Linked DNA regions of Lactuca sativa: region 2 is linked to region 1. Evidence: chromatin contacts called from public Hi-C data. All regions are on one chromosome and are shown on one strand. Each heading gives the region's core, a stretch centred on a gene start, on an enhancer-like site or on the middle of the called end of the contact. The rest is flanking DNA. Distances are from core to core; before and after follow the strand shown. Region 1 holds the start of LOC111906568 (enolase). Region 2 holds the start of LOC111906564 (protein PSK SIMULATOR 1).

Evidence for each region. A called contact is a pair of places that touch in the nucleus more often than the background predicts.
Region 2: a Hi-C map of leaf shows a contact between it and region 1, with 5 times the contacts expected there. The contact joins the promoter of LOC111906564 here to the promoter of LOC111906568 in region 1. A contact is called at or near these places in 3 of 4 Hi-C or Micro-C datasets (leaf and seed).

The regions. Positions count from the first base shown.
Region 1 is chr1:62,986,793-62,991,085 of Lsat_Salinas_v11, reverse strand. It overlaps LOC111906568 (enolase), which reads left to right and starts at 2,872. Exons shown (of 12, transcript XM_023902318.3): 1 at 2,872-3,028; 2 at 3,548-3,611; 3 at 3,838-3,902; 4 at 3,984-4,031; 5 at 4,132-4,218. The coding sequence starts at 2,963.
Region 2 is chr1:63,148,790-63,153,514 of Lsat_Salinas_v11, reverse strand. It overlaps LOC111906564 (protein PSK SIMULATOR 1), which reads right to left and starts at 2,098. Exons shown (of 2, transcript XM_023902314.3): 1 at 1,940-2,098; 2 at 1-1,057. The coding sequence starts at 1,007.

The DNA.
Region 1 (4,293 bases), core at 1,623-4,122:
TGGTTGAGGCCTATGTGATTGATGTTGTACAAGATTTCTTTTTATTTGCTCGGTTTCCTAAAGGATGTAATCCTTCTTTTATTACCCTCATCCCCAAAGTCTCTAGTGCGAAGTTTGTTAAGGATTTTCGTCCTATTAGTTTGATAGGATGTCAATACAAGATTATTGCTAAAATTTTAGCAAACAGGCTGAGTATGGTGATTAGTGATCTTGTTAATAAGCAACAATATGCTTTTGTTGTTGGCCGCCAAATCCTTGATGACCCTTTGATTCGTAACGAGTTTCTATCTTGGTGTAAAACGAAGAAAAAGAAGGCGATGATTTTTAAAGTAGATTTTGAGAAAATGTATGATTCTGTCAAATGGGATTTTCTTGATGATATTCTTGGAAAGTTTGGCTTTGGAACTAGGTGGCGGGGTTTGATTAGGGGATGTTTATATTCTTCTATGGGTTTTGTTTTAATTAATGGTAGCCCTACGGAAGAGTTCCAGTTTTATAAAGGGTTAAGACAAAGAGATCCTCTTTCTCCTTTTCTTTTTATTCTGGTGATGGAGACTTTGCATATTGATTTTTCTCGTGCTATGGCAGAGGGATTTTTTCGCCTCTTGCCATTAAACCTAATTTCCTAATTTCTCACCTTTTTTACGCGAATGATGTGATTTTCATTAGAGATTGGAAAGTGGAGATTTTTTCTAGCATTGTCACTATTCTGCAGTGTTTTTTCTTGGATTATGGGTTAAAGATTAATATTAACAAATCTCGTCTTTTGGGAGTTGGTGTTCCTTTTGATGAAGTTGAGATGGTGTCTTCTTTAGTTGGTTGTGCAACTTTTAAGACTCTTTTTATTTATCTTGGATTGATGGTGGGTGGCTCTATGAATAGACCCCATTCGTGGTATATTGTGGTGCAAAAGATTGAGTCGAGATTATCTAAATGGAAGATCGATACTCTTTCAGTTGGCGGTCGTCTCACTATTCTTAAATCAGTTTTAGGTTCTATACCTAATTTTTATATGTCGTTGCTCAAGGCCCCTTCTGGTATTCTTGTTAATTGGAAGCTTTGAGGAATGCTTTTTTTTAGGCATTAGGAAAGATGAAAGGAAGATTGCTTGGGTGGCTTAGGAGAAGGTGTTGATGGCGAAAATTCATGGTGGTTTGGGAGTGGGTAGTTTTTTTGCTTTGAATAGAGCCTTTCTCTTCAAATGGATATGGAGGTTTCAGTCTTCTCCTGATTCTTTATGGATGCGTGTTATTAAAGCTATTCATGGGGTTCATGGTCTCTTGGATTCTGATATCAGATCTAATCGACACTCAGTTTGGATTGATATTATCCGTGCCTCCTATGCTTTACGTAAGAAAGGTGTTGATTTATTTGGTTATTGCAAGAAATTGATTGGTAATGGCGTTAATAATTTTTTTGGTTGGATGTGTGGGTTAGAGAAACACCTCTTAAAGATCGATTACCGCAGTTATTTTCCCTAGAGAGTAATAAGGAAGTCTTTGTTGCGGTTAAATGCAACAGTAATTTGATTGTTGATTCTTTTCGTCGTTCTTGTTTAGGTGGAGCAAAGTCTGACCAGTTGGTTGGTTTAAATTCCACTCTTTCATCAATTTCTGTTAACTGGGATCGTGATAAATGGGTTTGGGATTTAGATACCTCAGGTAATTATACAGTTTCTTATGCTTGGAATTTGGTGGACTTTGCTACTTTGGGTTCGGGTGGTAATGCTACTAGATGGATGTGTTTGATTCCTATTGAAGTAAATATTTTCTATTGGAAAATGTTTTTGGATAGGTTACCTACAAGACATAATTTATCTTTGAAAGGCTTGGAGATTCAATCGATTTTATGCCCTGTCTATAATGATGGAGTGGAATTAGTTAATCATGTGTTCTTTTCTTGTTTTGTTGCTAATGGAGTCATTCATAGAATCTTGAAGTGGTGGGGTTTGGAGGAGCATGACTTTAACTCTACTATTGATTGGTCTGATTGGTTTGGTAACACCAGAATGTGGAAGAATTTGAAAGATGTTATGGAAGGGATGTTCTTTGTTGCATGGTGGTTTTTATGGATGTTTCGAAATAGGGTTGTTTTTTTGTAAAGATATACCAAAAAAGAGTACTATTTTCAATAGCATTGTTTTTCATTTTTATCTTTGGTATTGTAATAGGTCTAAACTATCTATTGATCGGATGTTGTGGTTTCAAAACTCAACTCTTGTGTTCTTGTAATGGTTTAGACCTTTTTGTGTTAGTTTCTTGCTAGTTTTGTTTTTTAATATATCTTTCTGTCATTACTAAAAAAAATTGGTAGCTAGAATTTGATAGTTAGTAGGTGGAAGTTGTAGTTTTTATTTATATATAAATTTTTGGAAAAAAAATAGTTGTTAGCTTTTAAACGTATAAAATTAATTAAAAACAAGTTAAAATTTTTTAAAAGCTAAAAACTCGTATAAAAGTTATTTAGAGTAGTTATTGAATTTTTAATTTTTAATTTAAAATAAAAGGTAAAAACTATTGTTGTCTAACGAAACATTTTTTTTTTTTCATGTTTTTTATTAAAAACTCTCAAAAGCTATTATAAGTTCTATGTAAAAGACGCCCAAAAACTTTCACTAAATTATCACATAATTAATAAATTAAAATGGGATGAAATAGTTTTTTTATAAAATTTTTTACAAGCCATCAGTAATTTTATAAAACTTAAAAATAACCAACACATGTATAAACTTGAAAATGAAATGAATGTTTCAAAAGTTAAATTTTTTTAGAAAAACCCATAAATAGAAGGATTTGATATTCTTCTATTTCGGAGCGAGTATTATTCTCGCGACTTTTTCATCACGGGAGGTTATAAATTCCTCAACCACCTACAAATACATGGCGTTCACTCACTCACATTTCACACTTCTCCTCCTTATATTTCTCTCTTTCTGCATCTTAATCTCAACGAAGAAGCGAATATGGCCACCATTAAGGAAGTAAAAGCACGACAAATCTTCGACAGCAGAGGCAACCCTACCGTCGAGGTTTGTTTCCCTTCGTAAATCCATTTGGGTTCTTAATCGGGTATTTCACCGTTTTCTTATGAATTAACATCGTTTTGAAATGTCCAATCGCTGATCTCTATTCCAATTATGATTACGGTTTAAGTTAACGTTAGGTTTTTGTTTGAAACAGTTATCGTCGTTTTTATGATTAGTTTTGCTATGAATGAGATTAACTAAAGCGATAACTGAGTAATCGTGGTTTGGTTCCTTTTAGATCAATTTTATTGATATAGCATATGGATCAATGCTCTGATTCTACAAGATTAGTTTTGCTATGAATCGGAGCGTTACATTTTTATACTTTGAGTAGATATTTAAATTTATATCAAATTTTGACGTCAACTGCATATGTCTAATTGTGAAAAAGAAGCATAAGTATATTAATCTACAGATGACGTTCATATTAAATCATAATCTAGAAACGGTGTTTCATATCCTGATTGATCCCTAATTAGTTACTTTTCCTGAAATTCGGATGTTAATATTTCTGTGATATAGGTGGATATTGCACTATCAAATGGTACATGGCACCGAGCTGCTGTTCCCAGTGGGGCATCCACTGGTAAGATCTACCAACTTTTTCTCAAAATGTTTTCCCTGAATCGATCTATGCATATCTTTTTACTTTTTATCATACTTGGTTCAAAGCTGTTTAGTACAGCCCTTTGATATCGTATATCAATGGTGTTGACAGTAGACAATCATGCATTTAATCTGCAAGCAGATATAATGTTTTGCTAGAATTTCAGATGTAATAATAACAAATGCACATTAATTTTGTCTTGTAGGCATCTATGAAGCACTTGAACTAAGAGATGGAGGCTCAGACTACCTTGGAAAAGGTGTTTCCAAGGTAAGATAATACTCTGGAATCTGGATTGATGCTTTTCTTTATTTTTTACACTATAAACTAACTTTTACATTCTATGAGTAGGCTGTTTCCAATGTGAACACCATAATCGGACCTGCTATTGTAGGCAAGGTTTGTTTCATCAATTCACTCTTTCCCCTCAATATCAATTTAAATATCATCATTTGAAGTAGCAACATACATGATCTAAACATATATGTTCAAATTACAGGATCCAACTGATCAAACTGGTATTGACAACTACATGGTTCAAGAACTTGATGGAACTAAAAATGAGTGGGGTTGGTGCAAGCAAAAGGTAATATACTCTCAACTTTCAAATCTTAAATTTATTTATTTATTTTCATATTTATAAATGATCTACTTTCTTGCT
Region 2 (4,725 bases), core at 849-3,348, 160 kb before region 1:
GGTGCAATCGCTAATCTTTCAATAAATATAATCACATTTGCATAATGAAGAGATAAACCTGCATCACCAAGTGTAGGTTTTTGAAACAATCTTTTCTTGGAATCCAATAAAACACAACCCGATCCAACTTGACCCGTGTTTCTTGATTTTACTGCTTTATCTCCAAGATTCGATGCTGACCTCTTAATGTCGCGTTCAAAAGGGTAGACCGATACAAGGGCAGAAATGGAATTACTTCGCGCAAAACAGTTTCCCTTTCCAATATCACTTCCTCCACGTGAGATATGACCCGAGCTTCTTCGCGTTATTCCGAAAACGCCCTTCACCCTATTGACTATTGTTAAAAGCGATCGAACGAGTAGCCTGAGAATGTAATCATACGAGCGAACCCACACGGACATCTCACGTAGATCAGCGACCTCTTCATGTTGCCACGCCACTTTCTTCTGAAATTCGTGTAATTTCATTTGATCCGTGTTGTTTTCTTGCATTATTTTTAAATCGTTTTCAAGCTCATGTAACACTTCTAATTCTTCATACAACTGTGAAGTAACTGCAGTAAATCTCTTCATTTTTTTGACCCGTTTCTCCATTTTCTTCAATCTATACTCCCACCCACACCAATTAACATCAATCTCCATAGGATTATCGAAAATGTGGTCAAGATTATTGTAAATTGGATCCATTGACTTTTTCCCGAGCCTAGCCACGGCTTGAGCCACACACTTGATGTTGTCTAGGATTTCAAGTAGTGCAAGCTCCATGAGGTAATTGTGGTCATCTGAAACGAGCTTCTGAGTTCCAAGTGAGTTACTGAGTTGGTCTTGTAACCAGGTCATTTGTTTATGGGTTAGGAATTGCCATAAATTAGCAACTTTTGTCATTAATCTGGAGACTTCAAATGACATTATCCCGATTAAGGGTCTTTCGGGCTCCAGGATTGTGGGTTTCCGTGAAGATTTCCAGATAGTATTAAACCATGATGACTCCATTGTTTCGATCCCCATGCTTTACAATTGATCTTAGAGAAAATCGTGGTGTATATTCAATTATCCTGCTAAAGAAACAACAAGATTTTCAAGAAACTAATCAATTTTAAAGTTGAAAAGCTAACTCATTTGACCCTTAAAAGATCAAAGAATCGAACTTCATAACACTTTGTACAAATCTTGAAAATTTTGGTATCAAAAGTCAAAACCTCGGTTTAATTCGGCATTTGAAGAGACAAAAAGCTAAGCAAATTGAAAAATTGATAAAATATATTTTCTTCCATCATGCCCATATAAAATTTCATGAAAAAAAAATACAGATTTGGATCATCATGGTTGGTGACATGGTCTAGTTTGAATCAAGAAAACCCACAAACAACTTATAAGCATAAACAAGAAGTGTCGCAACAAATTGATTTACTTCAGCATTTGAGGCAACATAAATTAAACACATCAAGAGAACGCAAAAAATTGTTTCTTTTACCACACCCACATGAAATTTCACAGCAAATCATAGATTTTAGTTGATGGTACAACATATTATCTTGGTTTCCAGGAAGAAAACTCACTAACAAAATAACAATTCGGAAGCAGAAACAAGAAAAAGTCACAACAAATTAAAGCAAGGGAAATTAGAAATTTGAGAAAATGCGAAAGATCGAATCTTATATCGACACCCACTTGAAATTTCACAAGAATCCAAGTATTCGAATCGATTATACAACTAAAGGGGGACTTGAAACAAAAAAACGCAAAGAATTCGTAAGCAGAAACGAGAAACTTCACTACGAATTGTTCTAATTTTGCATTTGAAGCAACAGAAGCTAAACAAATTGAGCAAATGCAGATAATCCTTTCTTCTATCAAGACCCACACGCAATTTCATTACATGTTACAGATTTGAATCGATAATGCAAGGTAAAACCTGGGTGTCGAACAAGAAAACTCACATAGAATTCAGAACCAGAGCTGCGGAGATGTTCGAAGCAACATTGACCTGCGAAGAAGAACCGCAGAGAGACAGGTGGGATGGGTTTCTTTCTGTTGTGAGAGGCGCAACAGAAACGTGAGCTAAAACTGAAAAGGACTCGATATAAATGCGACCCAAATCGGTGGATTCGATGAACTTATCTGTTAACCGGATCTTCAGGGGATATGTTAGCAAACGACGCCGTGTAGAGGCATTATTATGATTTTCAACGTCGATAATATATAAAACAATAATTATTCAATTAAAAGGATGCTATACAAAATCAATGAAATACTTTAAAAAAGTAATAGTTTGTTTATGATATAATAGATTTAAAATATTTTACCTACCATAAAATCAATTCAAATTCATATAAAAGATAATAGTTTCGCTATGATATAATAGATTTGACAAAAACCAACAATTGTATCCATACCATATGATTTTTTAAAACATTTAAACTATTTTCTTTCAATTATAATTGAAATTCCAATCACAAGTTGTAAGATGTTTTTTCCCCTTACGTTTTTGTCCATTTGGATGAAACAAAGACTACTTGGTATATTGTTGTCCTCGATGTTGTAAATTCCGGCCGAATGTTATACAACAATATATTTGTTTTACTATGTCAAAGTTCTAGAAATTAAGAATTTATCATATGTGTTTTTGTCTTTCTTTTGGACCAAAAATTGACTTGTCGGGAATAATGATTTGATTTTACTTATTATAACCATCATTAACCATTTTCTTTTTATTGATCATTTGACTTGGAAAAAAGATTGATATTCGTTTGGACCATTGGGAGTAGGGACTATTGGATGAGCTGTAGAGTTATGTGATACAATTGTATATAAATGATTTTAAGAACCTTAATGAATTTCTATTAATATCCGAATCTATTTGTAAAAATATTTTATAAATCTTTTTAAGCTTCGATTCAGCATAAAGGATTTATTGTTAATATGTCTCATATTAGTGGGATGGTGTTTTATATATCTTTATGTACGTTGAAGTCTTCTAATTCTCAATTTTTTTTTCTCTCTCCTCTCAACTTTTAGTATATACATCAAAACTTGTTTAAAAAAATATGAGTTGGTAGGGATCTATTTCCATATGTTGAAGATTGAAGTGGGAAGAATGGAGTCCTTCCATCCAAGGGTTCTTTTTGGAGAAACAATATTAAACTCAACTTATATATTATGTCTATTTATTATAATTTTTCAAATTAAAGTGCTTTCATATAATTTTATAGAAAGTTATACTTATAATAACAAATCTGCTAATTTTATATAAACTTATACTTAGGTGTTTGTTTATAATGCAATGTGCCCTTGTTTGTGCATCATTTGGTTTGTATTGTTGTGAAATTATTTTTAGTCAGGTTTTAAATGTTATTGTATATGATCATATTTGGTTTTTAGCCATTAGAAAAAGTATTTCAATGAAGTCCTCTTTAAATCTATGTTCAATATTAGTTTATGTTTAAGGTGTATAGCTCGTTTATAAGTTAATTTAATTTCTGAGTTTATTGTAATTTAGCTGTCATTTGTTTTTTAAGAGGTAATATGTATGTAGTCAGACTTCAAAAAAAAAGATAAACCAAATATTTGCGGTCTGCAAGAAAAATGTTTGTTTTTTTTAACGTCTATAATCTATTAAAACAAATTAAAATATAAATAAACTGATTTTTTTTTAAAATTAAAATAGTTTTTCAATACTAAAATTTAAATAATTATATTTTATAACATTGATCAATATTTGTTGCGCTTTAAATGTTAATGACAAAATGAATTGGAATAATATCTTGTATGATCAACATACTTAATATATATGGTTAATTGGTCATATTTATATATGTATTCAGCTAGACCATGTAGCATTTTGCATCGAAATATACAAACCAAAGACAAAAAGAAGTTTTGATTAAATAATTACATATTCCCATTTGCATGCTTTGATCCTTGTCTTTTTGATAAAAATGCCACCAAGACGATTTGACATTTATAGTCTTCTAAAAAACAAACATTCTGTGATAATGTACAAACGTAAATATGTTCCCATATACATATATAAGTTCTCAAAAGATTTTTTCCAAAAAAATAAATAGAAAATAAACACAAAATTAGTGCTCGATGGGAGACAACATAAATAATTTATCATAGCTTAACTAGCATATAAGTTAGCTCTTGATAAACAAGTGGAGATAACTTATAAAGTAAAAATTAGCGTGCCTAACATTAGCAATGAGCATATAGTCGGTCATATATCAGAACCGGTCTGGTCCTAATTCCCCAAATCGATTTTCAGTATTTGGTGTTATTGATACCAGTCCTATTGAATTACTATGCAACAACGACATGACACCGCGAACTAGGAATGAGTGTGGGTCCAAACCCGGAACCATAAAACTCGGGAATCGGTTAACGAGATTTTGCAGGACCAGAAACCGGACTGGTATATAGGAATCGGTTCCAGTTTGGTTCCGGGTAAGGTACCAGATAAAGTAGGTCTAGAACCGGAAAACCCGGAAACATTAAAGTGTGTCAGGTGGAACCGGATAAAGTGAGTCTACAACCGAAAAACCTGGGAAATATGGATATTTTTGGTAATTACTAAGTGGTTGAACTTCAAAAAATTTCAACTTTGATATCCTAACTTCGGCGGACTCTAAGTCATTAAATATTAAACCAAAAATGACAAAATTATAGTCTAAAATCATGTACAAATTCTAAACTACACGTTGAAGAAAACCTCACGATAATCCGA